3 separate regions of the Mus musculus genome follow, and regions 1 and 3 are each linked to region 2. A link is a contact called in public promoter capture Hi-C data. All regions are on one chromosome and are shown on one strand. Each heading gives the region's core, a stretch centred on a gene start, on an enhancer-like site or on the middle of the called end of the contact. The rest is flanking DNA. Distances are from core to core; before and after follow the strand shown. Region 1 holds the start of Slc7a4 (solute carrier family 7 (cationic amino acid transporter, y+ system), member 4). Region 2 holds the start of Klhl22 (kelch-like 22). Region 3 holds the start of Smpd4 (sphingomyelin phosphodiesterase 4).

Region 1 (4,582 bases), core at 369-2,868, 180 kb after region 2:
GAGGTCCAGCACTTGCTCAACCTCATAACTAGAAAGTAGAACACATTGCTGCATCGCCCAGCGTTAGCATCAAATGCCAGTTGTATGCTGGTGCTTATGGTGGCGGTGAGATGAGGTTAGCACTACAGAAACGCCCAGGTCTCTCGGTCTGCTTGCTTCTTTCTAGGCTTTTGTGGAAGTGTCTCATGATGAGGAGCACTGGCTTGGTTAAGTCCAGGAAGTGAGGGCGAGGAGATGGGGGAGTGCGCTAAACAGCAGCAGCACCTTCAGATGATGTTGGCTATCAGGAGGTCACAGTGTTCCAAGTGTCCCTGTGTATCTGGAATGTCACCCAACCGCTTTGTCCTCATCTGAATGAGTCATGCAGACTGCATCCTAAGTTTCCAGTAATCATCCATAAATTTGAATATTTGTGTGTATGAAATATAGATTTTTAGTGGTGTATTTATATCACTCTATCATCATATATAATCAAGTATATATTATATAGTTGTATGTTTATTTTATTGCATATACATACTAACTACATTAGATATGTATTGTAGGTCAAATATATAAAGTTCTGGGAGAAACATGCCTACCTCGGTTTTGCCCGACTTGGCTTTGCTGGGCTATTGTCTTGCTGTCAACAAGTCAGCACCTCACCACATATGTATTGCCACACATACATATATGAAAACTATGTATACATACTTATACATGGTCTTCAATCTTTTGATCCTCCAAGTGCCAGAATTACAGGCATAGGTCACCCTACCTAGCTGCCACCTTTGTTTTCAATCTGAGAAGAAGAGAGAGAGAAAAGATTCCTCAGAGCTAAGCATAAGCGGACTCTGGAGATTTTATGCCGTAGCTGACCCAGGCACCCTGATGGCGGGAACGCTGGTGACAAATGCGGAGAGCTGCTGGCTATCATGAATGGAGAGTCCTTTAAGAATGTCCAGGTCCTGTCAGGTGCTCTGAGGCTGTCACTGATATTTGAGGGCCTAAGTGGCAGTCCTGCTGTAGAGTTGCAAGCTGTCTTCTGATGCTGGCTACTGTCCTTTTATGGGACACTACCAGACAGACAATAGCTTTGTAAATTCTGCCAATTCACAGAACACGTCCGGAAGGCTGCCCTCTCTAGCCTAGTGTGCAAGGTGCTTACTGCCACTCCACTGAGGTTTAGAGTGCCAGGGTCACTCTGCCAGACCCCTGTCTTCATCTCACTGTGCTGGACATTTGCAGGCTCCGTGGTGGGGACCTGGACGTTTTCCAATTGTAGTTGTGTTGGGGTGGAGGGAGATCAAGGAGAGTAATTGCTCTGGGGCGGTATCAGGCTTGGCTCTACCCCCAACCTGGACCCAGAGAAGGGGCTCAGCAGGTTAGTCGAGCAGGCTTCCTCACCTAGGGAGGTGGATGAAATGTGGAGTAAGCCCTAGGACCCAGGTCAGCTCTAGTCTCGATGTTGGAAGTTTACTCGCTTAGAGGGTTATTCTGATACGTGACGTGGTGCGGTGCGGGGACCCTGTACAGAACCCAACCAGTGATGTGAGTCGTGAGGCTCGGGTTTATCTGGCGCCTGGCAGCGAGGGGCGGGCCCTGCACGCAGGCGTTGTAAACTAGTGGGGCAGGCGCAGTGCGCACGGTGGCAGCGACGGCGACAGCAGGTGGGTCATAGCGGGTCTGGAGGGACCGCTGCTGCGGGAACGTAAATGCAAGAGAAGGCTTGGGCGTCTAGGGGCACAGGGACATGGCGGAGGCAGCTAGCCTCAGCAGCTGTGGCTGCGGAGCATATGGCGAGGGGAGGTGCACCACAGCTTTCACATCCGGGAATCGGGAATCGGGGCCCTTGCAGCTCTGGCCTCCTGGCTTCAGGTGAGCTGTTCCTCCAACCTGGCAGAAGAGGGGGTGATCGCTTTTCTCTGAGGCCATGTCCCTTTGGCCACGTTCCCGGCTGCAGGAGCGGCTCCTGTTCCGGGTCCTGACAACCTGGCACTGCTCCAGGGAAGCCTCCCATTTCTTCTTGCTCGTGGTGCAGCCTGTTCCAAGCCTGTTCTTAAGCAACCTCCCACTCACTCACAGAACCACCTACCTGGTTCGCAGGTCCGCTGCAGGTCTGCTTCTCTCTGCCAGTTCCACTGCCCTGAAAGCTGACAGGAAGGACTTCCATGCGTTCTATCCCTCTGCCCACAGTCCCTGACACGCGTCCCATTCAAGCCTTCTAAAGTAGGTCCATGGTGCAGCTGACCTGGGCTCCTAAGGAGAGGAGGCGAGGACTGGGGTGGGCTGTCTATGAAAGAATGGAGGATGGTTGGTTATTCCCGCTGTCTGTCCCCAGTAGGTTCCAGAAACTGGTTCAGTACTCCGTCTGCCATGGCCCGGGGACTGCCCAGTACTGCCTGTTTGGCACGCTTCTGCCAGAAACTGAACCGTCTGAAGCCACTGGAAGAGTCTAGCATGGAGACATCACTGCGGCGCTGCCTGTCCACACTGGACTTGACTCTACTGGGTGTGGGTGGCATGGTGGGATCTGGGCTCTATGTGCTCACAGGCACAGTGGCCAAGGACATGGCTGGCCCCGCTGTGCTCTTGTCCTTTTTGGTGGCCGCTGTAGCCTCCCTGCTGGCGGCCCTATGCTATGCAGAGTTTGGAGCCCGTGTGCCCCGTACTGGCTCAGCATACCTATTCACGTACGTGTCCATGGGGGAGATATGGGCATTCCTCATAGGCTGGAATGTGCTTCTAGAATACCTCATTGGAGGTGCCGCTGTAGCCCGTGCCTGGAGTGGCTATTTGGATGCCATCTTTAACCACAGCATTCGCAACTTCACGGAGTCTCACCTGGGCGTCTGGCAGGTGCCCTTCCTAGCTCACTATCCAGATTTTCTGGCCGCTGGCATTTTACTCGTGGCTTCTGCCTTTGTCTCCTGCGGAGCCCGAGTCTCCTCCTGGCTTAATCACACGTTCTCAGCCATCAGTCTGATTGTGATCCTCTTCATCATTGTCCTGGGTTTCATCCTGGCCCGTCCTCACAACTGGAGTGCAGAAGAAGGTGGTTTCGCACCCTTCGGCTTCTCTGGCATCCTGGCTGGCACAGCCACCTGTTTCTATGCCTTCGTGGGATTTGATGTTATTGCTGCCTCCAGTGAGGAGGCCAAAAACCCACGGTGGGCGGTGCCCATGGCCATCGCCATCTCCCTCAGCCTGGCAGCTGGTGCCTATATTCTGGTCTCCACTGTGTTAACCCTCATGGTACCTTGGCACAGCCTAGACCCTGACTCGGCGCTTGCTGATGCTTTCTACAGGCGGGGTTACAGCTGGGCTGGCTTCATTGTGGCAGTTGGCTCTATCTGTGGTAAGGGTCCCTTCTGGGCAGGGTGGGAGGGGACAAGGTAGAGGGCCCTGCCCCAAACCTCTCAAAATACTTCTATCCATGCTCCAGCTTTACTACTTGTATAATGAGTTCATGAAAACACAGACTTGCTGGCAGACCCTCTCCCCACAAATTGTACACAGAATATCAGTCTGGTGGCACAGGTTCTGCTTACAGGCAGACGGCGAGCTTTCAAAAGGTTCATTAATTGGCCTGAACAGAAGTGCCCCAGTCCTGGGTGGGAGGTGAGAAGCTGACACCCTCAGTACACATTCTATCTGTGAGCCTAGCAGTGGCCCGCTCTGAGCTTATCTGCTGTGCTGACTGCTCCCTGTGCTCTGCTGCAGCCATGAACACCGTCCTGCTCAGCAACCTCTTCTCCCTGCCGCGCATTGTCTACGCCATGGCTGCCGATGGGCTCTTCTTCCAGGTGTTTGCCCGTGTACACCCCCGGACACAGGTGCCTGTGGTAGGAATCCTGGTGTTTGGGGTCCTCATGGCCCTCCTGGCACTGCTGCTGGACCTTGAGGCACTGGTCCAGTTCCTATCCATCGGCACCCTGCTGGCCTATACCTTTGTAGCCACCAGCATCATTGTGCTGCGTTTCCAAAAAGCTTCTCCACCCAGCTCCCCTTGCCTAGCCAGCCCTGGCCCCACAGCTAAGAAATATGACTCCTTTTCGGACCATATACAGCTAGTGGGTGCTGAGCAGACCTCAATGTCTGAGCCTGGGCAGCTGCGGCCAGCCCTGAAGCCCTTCCTGGGCTTCCTGGATGGATGCAGCCCTGGAACCGCCGTGGCCTGGGCGCTTGGCATCTTGGTAGCCTCGGCTATCTCTCTGGCGTGTGTGCTGGTCTTCGGGAACTCAGACCTGCACCTCCCACAGTGGGGCTATGTCTTGCTGCTGGTCATCAGTGGTGCTGTCTTTCTGTCCAGCCTCCTGGTCCTGGGGGCTCATCAGCAGCAAAAGAAGCAAGACACTTTCCAGGTACACCTCCCTCCTCCCCCATGCCTCATTGATCCTGTTCCTTCTCAGTCCTCCCTGTTCCCTCTGCCTAGCCTCTTAGCCTACCTGAGAATGCACAGGGCTCATGGGGCTGGGGAGATAGGTTTGTCCGTTCTTACTTGCTCCAGCTTTCTGCGTGGTGTGGGTACACATGGCTCCAACTCTCCAGAGGTGAGGAAGGGTTCTGTGGAATTTCCACAGTCAGGCTCTGGGCTGGTGTA
Region 2 (4,654 bases), core at 30-2,529:
CCGGAACTGGAGCTCCCAGCGCTGACATCGGGTGGAGGCGCCCTCTGCTGGTCTCTAGAGCACCTTCACCCAGGTGCACATACAGACCACTTGTTTCTAACAGCCTTCGCTGTCACGGAACTCTTTGGTGATCAGCCTGGCCTCAAACTCACAGAACTCTACCTCCAGAGTGCTGGGATTAAAGGCAGGGACCACCACACCTGGCTTCACTCTTTTTTTTTAAACGACAAAACATTAAGGAGACTACGGTGACTGCAGATCTAAGATATTCCTCTACACATTCCTTTAGCTTCTGCTTATAACTTCATGCCCCTCTCACACATATAAACTAGGTTCCCTACCATTGTTTGCTACTACAAACAGCTGTGCACTGAAACAAATTTTAGAGGAATCTTCAAGGAATCATTTACTGGAAAGGCATCCTCAACCTTCTGTGGGGGCTCCCATTCCGTATCTGTCCTCAACGCATCTGAACCACAACGTAAGGTGTGCAACAAAAGGAAAAACAGCAGCTTGGGAAGAGCAGAAGAGGGAGCGGGTCCTTATTACCACGGGGGTGGGAGGGAGCATCCAAGAGGTGTTGACGTGCTCTATGGCTTCTTTCCCAGAGCACGGACGAGGAGCATCTCGGAGATCAGGCCTTACCCTAGGAAGCAGCCGCGGGCAGAAGGTGGCCCCGTTGCGCCCGGACAGGTCCGTTCGTTCGGCCTGTACAGGATCTAAACTAGTACAATCCGGGGATTTTGCACTGACAGCGCTTGCTCTCCGGCTTCTCTCAACAACCGCAGCCGCGGCTGATGAGCTTGAGGTCACGCCGGGAGAGGCAGCCAGGCCCGCCCGCTGCCTGTTGCAATCCCTGCTCGAATAGCTTCGAGGGACGGGGACAGGCCAGAGGCCACACTCGGACCCACGGCTGGCGACAGAACCTGACCAACCGGGCTGCGAGGGCCACGGTCCGCTTCAGCCACGCGCAGGCCTCGGCGGGCCCGCGCCACAGCGCCAGGCCCGCGCCGGACGCCCGGGGGTCGCCCGGCCAAGCCCCCGCCACGTCAGGCAGTCGCCCGTGCCCGCCCCAGGCGCCCGCGGTACTTGGCCCAGATCTCCGCGCCCTCCGCCATCCCCGCTCCCTCTCCCATCCCCGCGTGCAGCACAAGCTCGGCGAAGAAGGCCTGCCGGGCCCGCACGGTACATGCCTCGCAGCTGACCTGGTGCTGCCGCAAGCTGAGGCCGCTCTCGCAGCAGGCGGGAGGCGGGAGGCTGGAGGTGGGGGCGGAGCCTCTCCGTCACGTGGGATGCCGCGCAGGCGCAAGGGGACTCTAGGGGGGGTCGCTGTTGGGCGGGGCGGGAAGAGGCTGAAGGGTCAGACCCCGGCTGCTCTTCCGAAGGATCCGCTGTCCGGAAGCTCCACCCTCGAGGTGCCTATTGAAGGTGCAAACCTAGGCCCTCCTTCTTTCCCTTTCTCCTGGCCTCATTCTAACCCTCACTCATTCTCTCACTCATAGCTTCTTCACTGGCTTGTCTCTTCACACCCTTTCACTCACCATCTCCCTCATCGACTCCTTCCTTCCCTCACTTTCCCGTTTCCTCCCCCAGTCATTTCTTCGTTTCTCCTGCATTACTTCCTTCCCTCTTCATCGTGCGTCTATTACTTCACTCATCGTCTCACTTGTCCCCTCCTTCTTGCTTCTTCCTTGCTTCCTCTCTAGGTCGCTCCCACCCTCTCTATCTCTTTCTGTTTTCCTTTCCCTCACAGCCCTATTTATTGTCTGAGGTCTTCCTTCTGCCTCTTATTTCCTCCTTGTCGCTCCCTGGTTTCTTCTGTCATTGTACTTTAGACTTTGGAAGGCTCCTCGTCCGGTGCTTGCTGTGGAGAGTGAAAACAAGCAAAGGCTTTATGTACGGACAAGTGTTGATTTTCCTCTTTTCTGAGACTCCAGAGTAAATCTGGTTCCCAGTCCCAAAACTCACCTGCCCCTAGCTGTCCTGGGGACACCCACTTTTCTCTGCTTCACCTCGAGGAGGACCACACTCTGAGGGGCGCATACCTATAGCAGAATCCAAGAGTGGAGCTGTAGGGCCTTCTTACAGATAGATGGGGGGAAATTGTAGTTTCAATATGGTGGAGAATGTAAGAGAAAAGATGTCGCCAAGGAAGCCTCCTCATGAAAAGGGGGAGAAAAAAAGGAAGAAGAAAATGAATAAAAGAAAGGCTGTTTTAGGGGAACCCTAATTGCTGCCCGGAGGCCTAGCTATAGATCCAGATGAAAAGACCCAGCCTCTAGAAAAGGAGGCACCCAATGCACGTGAACTTCTACCTGTCAGGGCTCCCTGGACCAAATGACTCCACCTGTGTTGCTGGAGACTTTTAGACCATGATAAAAGTATTCTAGCAAGAGATACCATCAGCAAATATATGAGATCCAACAAAAAGTAGAAGACAACACTCCCTTGTCACTTCTGACTATCGGAAAACACAACTGAAACAGGTCACCCACTAGAAAGTTCTAGAGATACAGAATAGCAGAATAGGAAGAAATCTCAAAGTCTATGCCCCAAACCTAGTTTATATAGTATGAAGCTCTTCCCATTCTAAAGACCTAAGCCCACTTTGGTCTCTGGATTTGAAAGGAAGATTCGTTTTCTCCTTGTATAACAGTTTTCCCCAAGATTGGAGCATTCTATTCTTCAGAAAAACTCCTTAAGCAGGAAGGTTAAAAAATTCAAAATAGTTTCAGGAAGTCCTTGAAACTGACCAAATACACTTGGTCCCTCCCTGTCAGAGAAATAATAAAAGCTGAGACAGGTGAAACTGAGCTGCACAAAAGACTCTCAGAGGAGAAAAGCTGCACAGTAGACTCAGACCAGACCAGCTGCCTTGACAAACCAGAAAGCAGCTGGGCTGCCTGGAAGAGGTTTAGGCCATCTGAGATACCTGGAAAGGACTCTCCAAACTCCTCCCCTGCCTGCAGGCTGTGCAGTGTGCTCCAGGCTCCCAGCCTGCTGTGCAGCTGTCTTTGAGTCATTTCTGCTCCTTAAGTAACCTATCACCTATATCCCTGTAAGAAACCTCAATAACCTTGTTGGTTCACCAAGGAGGGCTTCGCTCTGTTGTGGGTTCCTTACCTGGGATGAGTAGGTGTGTGTTCTGTCTCCCCAGGAAGAGTTTTGTCAAACCCTTCAAGATCACATGCACCTAGGAGGAAGGCCAAGAGGAGTAACTAGAAACCCAGCTGAGGGACCTATGGGCCTCCCCTTTTCTAACGAGGGAGTATCATTACCATTACTGCAGACCTAGACAGTACTGTATTGTTCTGCTCAGTTGGTTATTGTGGCTAACAGGCACTCTCTACCCCAAGGTGGCTCTGGGAATGTCATGGAGAAGAAAGCCATACTACAATTGTTATCTTGTTAGTCTTACTGGAGAGCAATACCAGCAAGATCCACCTACTGTCACAAGCACCAGAGTGAAATGACACAAGACCAAGGGAGGCAAAAAGAGAGTTCCCGGTCCATCACCAAAATGTCACACTAGGAAGGACGGTGCCAAGCAGAAGATGTCATAGGAAAGGTGTCACAGAGAAATCAGGACTCTTTTTCCTTTGTGGATTCTTATTCTCACTGATAATTTATTTTCTTTTGGTTTTTGTGTGTTGCGGATTTTTGCCTTTATTTTTGAGGTGGTCTCTCTATGTAGCCTTGGCTTGCCTGGAACTCACTATGTAGACCAGAGTCAGATTCACTAGCCTCTCTGCCTCTTGAGTGCTGGGATTAAAGGCATGCTCTAACACACCTGGCAAGAAGAGAATTTGAAAACGGCCTCAGAAGGAAGCCTGGGGACGCTCCTGTTAGACTTTCAAAGGAAAAGCAACAAAGCAAGCAAGCTAAAGTCCCAAGCAGTGCCAGGAGGATGGAGGTGGAGAAGAGGAGGGAAGGTCAGGCTTGTTGCTCAGATCAACAACAGATGTCTGCAAAGATTTAGGGCAGGGGTCTTCAGAGAAGCACAGAGAAGCCATGTGCCAAGGAAAGCATGTGTCCCCAAAGGCTAAGGCATTCCAACACTTGGTCCCAGTTGGTTGTGCTGTTTGTAAAGGGTGGGGGTGGGGGGTGCAGCCTTGATAGAAGTATATCACCAAGGGCAGGCTTAGACCTCCTAAAGCCTCCACCCATTTCCCGGTCAGCTTCCTGCTACTGCCAGACCTGCCACATGTCTGCCATGTTCCTCTCCACCTTGGTAGACTTTTAATCTCACAGAACCTTAGGCTAAAATAAATTTTGTTTTCCTTAAGTTGCCTTTGGCCATTCTATCACAGCAACAAAAATGTAACCCATAGAGCATGTTAGTTTGCTATTGAAAGAGTAGTAAACTCAGTGCTCCAAGGTATGCTAATCATAAAACAGAGAGCGACATTCCTCCACCCACCTGCTTCCTGGGTTCAAAGAGTGTTAATTCAAAGAAAGTCACCCTGACCCACCCTGACCATTGCTGGAACCCACTATGCAAAGGTGCTATTGCTAGGGGCTCTTAGATTGTTAGGGGCTCTTAGAAACTGTCTTGAGAGATAACCTGACACTTGTGACTTTGTACTTCCTTGTGACTCTTAACTGGTATTTTCGGTATTTTCCAACAACACCCTTCCCACCTCCTTGAGTTGTG
Region 3 (4,769 bases), core at 360-2,859, 140 kb after region 2:
CCTGAAGATTAAAGCAAGTCTTGATCTGGACCTTCTAATACCCTAGTGCCTGCCTGAACTGGTCACTATGTGACTATGGGAAAACAAACACAAAGGGGGCTAGGTAAAGCACCACTAGGAAATACATCTTCACAGCCCACAAGGCTGATGCAAATCAGGAAACAAGGGTAAAAAACAGCAAAAGACTTCTCAGCACCCACCTAGCAATCAGCAGAGCCAAGAGTCTAGCAAACTCCTTACAAATCTCGTGTCTGTAAGAGAAGGGTGAAGCAAGTAATGTGTGCTTCTTGCGACAAATGAAGAAGTTCTATGAAGGAAGAATTTGAACTCACCACCAAAAATTAGGCATAGCCCTGCAGCTTCCTACCTCCCAGTGCCTATGGTAAGAAACACAAAACAATCAAGAGCTGGAAAGAGCAGAGAGCCTACTGTGTGCCACCGATGGACTAGTGATAGCTTTTCTGTCTCAGCCCTGCTCACTACAGGAGAAAAGGTGCTAAGCTGGCAATGCCAGTCTGCAAGGAGAGAAGCCAGACAGTAGGAGTTTAAGGCAGTTGTGGTTTTGAAAGACCACCAATCTTTGCCATGTGGCAAGAGAAACAATTCTTAGGTTTTGGGTTTTGTTTTGTTTTTTTTTTTCCAATTCTTAATTCAGTCTCAGTGTTAAGGAAAACTGAAAATGTTTCAGTCCTGACCTACATTGCAAACTACCATGAAATGATCAGGGCAGCATAAAATTGTGGACTACTCGATAAGGGCAGAGATCTAAAGGAGACAAGAAGTCAACTCTCTCCTCAGAAGAAGCAGACAGTTGAAAAATCAGAGATGTCTAACGAAGGTCTTTCCACGATTCCACGAATAGGGCAACGACACTGATACTCTTGCTTTTAGGCCCTGTCACCCACGCCCGAAGCCAGCGTGCATGCAGTGCCGAAGGCCTTTGCTTCGGTCGACCCCTCAAAGTCCACTTTCTTCAAGAACTGCTTGCGACTGTTTTTGAGGTTTCTAATGACTACGAACTCCAGCCAAGCTTAGCGCGCCACTGTCAAGAACTCCCTCGGCTGACTCTGAGAAGCTGCGGCGTGCCCTCATTTGTTGATCACAACTTCCTATACCTCCAAAGTTTCGAGACTACCCTATTACATTACAGAGGAGGAAACTGAGGCTCGGGAAAGTCGCAAGGTAGAACCTAAACCCACAACGAGTTCTACTACCAAACATCGCTAGCTGAGCCCAAGGTTCAACTTTCCCTCCAAGTCCCCCTCCCTCAACTCTCACATCGAGCGTTCATCCACCCCCTACCCGGACCGTCTGCGAGGACCACGCAGGAAGGCGGCAGAAAGCCATGACCCTGGAGAGCGGCGTGAGGTTGCAGCCGGGCCCTGGGCTCCCGGCCGGCCCCGTACAGGCCGAGCTGTCGGGAGGCCCAAGTCCCCCACAGCTCGAGGAGGAACGGAGCCAGCCTCGGCGGGGACCCGAGAAAACCGCACGGTGCTGGGCTGCCTCGCGCGCGGCTCCCGCCACTCACCTGCCGTGCTGATAGCACAAATCTCGAGCTTCTCAGAGAAGGGAGCCGCCATTCGGACACTCGGCGCCTAATGTCGTCATCAAGCTGCGCCGGGTGCCACGCCCCCTTAGTTTGGCGGGAATCCGAGAGGATCAAAGTAAGGTCTGAAATACAGAAGACAACAGGAATACGCGTCTAGAAAAATAGATATAGGCAAGACTTTTCAACACTGTACTTCACTGACACAGAAATAGCCTGGAGAATTAAAATGGGACTACATGAAATGAAAAGTTTCTAGAAAGAGGTTGTTGCCCTGGTGACACACGCTTTTAATCCATGCGTTCTGGAGGCAGAGGCAGGCAGATCTCTTGAGTTCAAAGCCAGAGGTTCAAGATAGCCAGGATTACACAGAGAAACCCTGTCTTGAAAAGACAAACAATCAAGCAATCAATAATTGAAACTTCTTTGAAAGAATTCTTCCTGGTTAAGAACCAACAAATATACAAGTACACAAATAACACCCCCACCCCCAATAAACCAGGTGTTGGTGGCAGCACACGCCTTTAATCCCATCACTAGGGAGGCAGAGGCAGGCAGGCAGATCTCTGTGATTCTGAGGCCAGCTTGGTCTTCAGGGTGAGTTCTAGGACAATCAGGGCTACATAAACCCTGTCTCGAAAACAAAACAAAAATCCTCATACTTCTTAAGCTAATAAAAATTTTAAAAGTTGTTTTTTTAGAGCCCTTAAAGAGTGCTTCAAGGAAGAAACCTGCACAAAATAGATAAGTACATGCAATCCTAAATACCCATCATCCAACAGGATTTACCAAGTACCCAGCATATGCCAGGCACGGTTCTGGGTGCTGCTACCTAAATCCGTCTATCAGGGATCTGATCGTCAGGCAGCGGACAGCTTTCCACCACACCATTCCCATGGCTAACATACTGCCCTATTCACATTAAGCACTCAGAACAAGTCAAGCAAGTATGTAAAAACCTCTCGGGATGCTTGCCCTGGGTTGTTGGAGCCGCTACAGACTGGGAGCTGCAGGGCCTGGCAAGGAAAGAGGTGGCCAGTAGCTGGCGCTGTGGAGGCTCCTCACCTGCTAGACTGCAGCGAATTCTGCAGGGTGGAAGGGAATTGGGGTGGGGAGTGGTGGTCAGGGGAAGAGGCGGGAGAGGGAAGTGGAGGAGGTACGCGGGCCCAACACTCACCTTTTTCAGGGTGCTCGACTGACAGAGGCTAGACTCAGGGCTTTCACAGGTCTGGGGGAGGCCACGCTGCAAAAGCTGGGCATGAAGGGAAAAAGGTGCTGAGCACCAAGGAGATGGGCTGCATGGACTTGGGCAGGTTGCAAGTCCCTGCAGACACGCCTGCTTTGGAACTCTTCCAAATCTCATCTGCTACTCTGAAAAAGCCCCACCACAGCACGATACATACTCTGTCCATGTTCTCTCTCTCTCTCTCTCTCTCTCTCTCTCTCTCTCTCTCTTCCTCTCTTGTCCCAAATATTTATATTTATTTTTCTGTTCCCATACCTTTCCTTTTCTTTTTCTTTTTTGTTTTTTCGAGACAGGGTTTCTCTGTGTAGCCCTGGCTGTCCTGGAACTCACTCTGTAGACCAGGCTGGCCTCGAAGTCAGAAATCTGCCTGCCTCTGCCTCCCGAGTACTGGGATTAAAGGCATGTGCCACCACCACCCAGCTCCCCACTTTATTTTTGTTGTTGTTGTTTTGTTTTGGTGTTGTTGTTTTATGGGTTTTGTTTTGTTTCTTTTCTGGAACTCACTATGTAGACCAGGCAGGCTTCAAACTCTGCCTTCAGGGTGATGGGATTAAAGGCTAGGTTTTCAGGACCATGACCCAGATAGCCACAGTGGACAAGTCTTGGACAAGTCTTGGAACAGGTCTGCCCTGAATGCCACAGGACTCACTGAATACTGCATTTGTTTTTGGCAGACTTGCTGAATCTTACCCTGGCTCCCCTCGCCTCCTTCCTGACGTGTGTGCTCAGTAGCAGCTAATGACTTTGTGTCCATGTCTCTGCCTACATCAGGGACCTGAGGTCAGAGGTAAGCCTTTTGCTCCTTCCTGGCTGTGGCTAGGGGGTTGCAGTTCAACTCAGCATGTATAGGCGAGCCTATCTGTGGGTCTCCACCCTGGGTCTGCAAACCCATCTACCTTCTGGGGCTCTAGTTGGCCTCGCCTCAGGGAGTGTACTGTTGGATCAAGGACTGGTCCAAACAGACTAGGGTCTGTTTGCCTAACTCCTCCCCACCTCTTCATCATGCCTTCTTCTACAGCCATAGGAATAAAGAGGACTTTGGTCCTTGCCCTGACATTACATCTTCAGGACAGCACTCTGAGAACAGGGCAGGCAACCCCTTACCTGTACCTCTCCCAGGCCCAGGTCCAGCTCCTACCCACACAGCAGGTCAGGCTACACACCTCCTATATTTCTATTATATGAATTGCAGTACTAGAGCCACCTGACTGCCTTGGGACAGAATAGAGACCTGAGGTTGCAGAATAGCTCCATGCTTAGCTGTGAAGGTTTCACTTTGCTCTTTCTTATAGCAGAGAAAGGGGAGACCTTAGAAGTATAGAGTAGTGGAGCCTGAGATCGTTCCATGGGTAACATTGTAATGGGGAACTAATTTGAATTCCTGACCTGTGTGAGGAGCTTTGCATGCCTGTAAACAATCCCAGCACTTCAGGGCAGAGACAGATGGATGCTGAGAACTTACTGGTCCAGCAGCATGACTGCAATGGTGAGCTTCTAGTTCAGAGAGAGACCCTGTCTCAAGGCCAGAAGACAAAGAGCAAAAGGAAGGCACCCAGTATTCTGCCCTGGCCTCCACATGTGTACACATGGTCATGCACACTGCCACATATACATATAAACATGTGCATGTGTGGTCATATTCAACATCACATGTACATACAAACATGTACACACATGGTCATGTACACCACACATACATACATTTTTTTTACATATAAAAGGCTTACATAGACACACGTGCACACACAACGCTGAACAAAATGGTCTGTGGTCATGGAGGGAAGGTGAGTAATTCTAGCACTTCCTGTTTAGGTTTAGAGTAACCATGTGTCTTAAACACATGTCCCGTCAGAACGTGTAAGGCACATTCTGTTGTGTGGAAGTTAGGAATCTCACATGAGCTATATTGTCTAGTCAGGGCCCTGAGCCATTCGAGGGTGCTATTGTCAAGGAACACTACTTGTTTGAACACACTAA

Evidence for each region. Capture Hi-C pulls out chosen DNA fragments and counts their contacts.
Region 1: a contact with region 2 is called in a promoter capture Hi-C map of pancreatic islet. The contact joins the promoter of Slc7a4 here to the promoter of Klhl22 in region 2. A contact is called at or near these places in 10 of 39 promoter capture datasets (the 3T3-L1 cell line, the C10 cell line, cranial neural crest and 5 more), 2 of 484 Hi-C or Micro-C datasets (germinal center B cells and liver), 1 of 115 datasets of contacts at active chromatin or transcription factors (pancreatic cancer cells) and 3 of 9 other capture datasets (adipose tissue, liver and pancreatic islet).
Region 3: a contact with region 2 is called in a promoter capture Hi-C map of adipose tissue. The contact joins the promoter of Smpd4 here to the promoter of Klhl22 in region 2. A contact is called at or near these places in 6 of 39 promoter capture datasets (the 3T3-L1 cell line, 3T3-L1-derived adipocytes, hippocampal neurons and 3 more), 1 of 484 Hi-C or Micro-C datasets (embryonic stem cells), 2 of 115 datasets of contacts at active chromatin or transcription factors (both in embryonic stem cells) and 4 of 9 other capture datasets (adipose tissue, embryonic stem cells, liver and 1 more).

Annotation. Positions count from the first base shown.
Region 1 is chr16:17,573,707-17,578,288 of GRCm38.p6, reverse strand. Slc7a4 (solute carrier family 7 (cationic amino acid transporter, y+ system), member 4) reads left to right here and starts at 1,618. Exons shown (of 5, transcript NM_144852.3): 1 at 1,618-1,649; 2 at 2,324-3,337; 3 at 3,703-4,343. The coding sequence starts at 2,356. LOC115488657 (a long non-coding RNA gene) reads right to left here and starts at 2,410. Exons shown (of 2, transcript XR_003951946.1): 1 at 2,075-2,410; 2 at 1,532-1,875.
Region 2 is chr16:17,756,246-17,760,899 of GRCm38.p6, reverse strand. Klhl22 (kelch-like 22) reads right to left here and starts at 1,279. Exons shown (of 7, transcript NM_001359068.1): 1 at 1,206-1,279.
Region 3 is chr16:17,616,194-17,620,962 of GRCm38.p6, reverse strand. Smpd4 (sphingomyelin phosphodiesterase 4) reads right to left here and starts at 1,609. Exons shown (of 19, transcript NM_001164610.1): 1 at 1,529-1,609.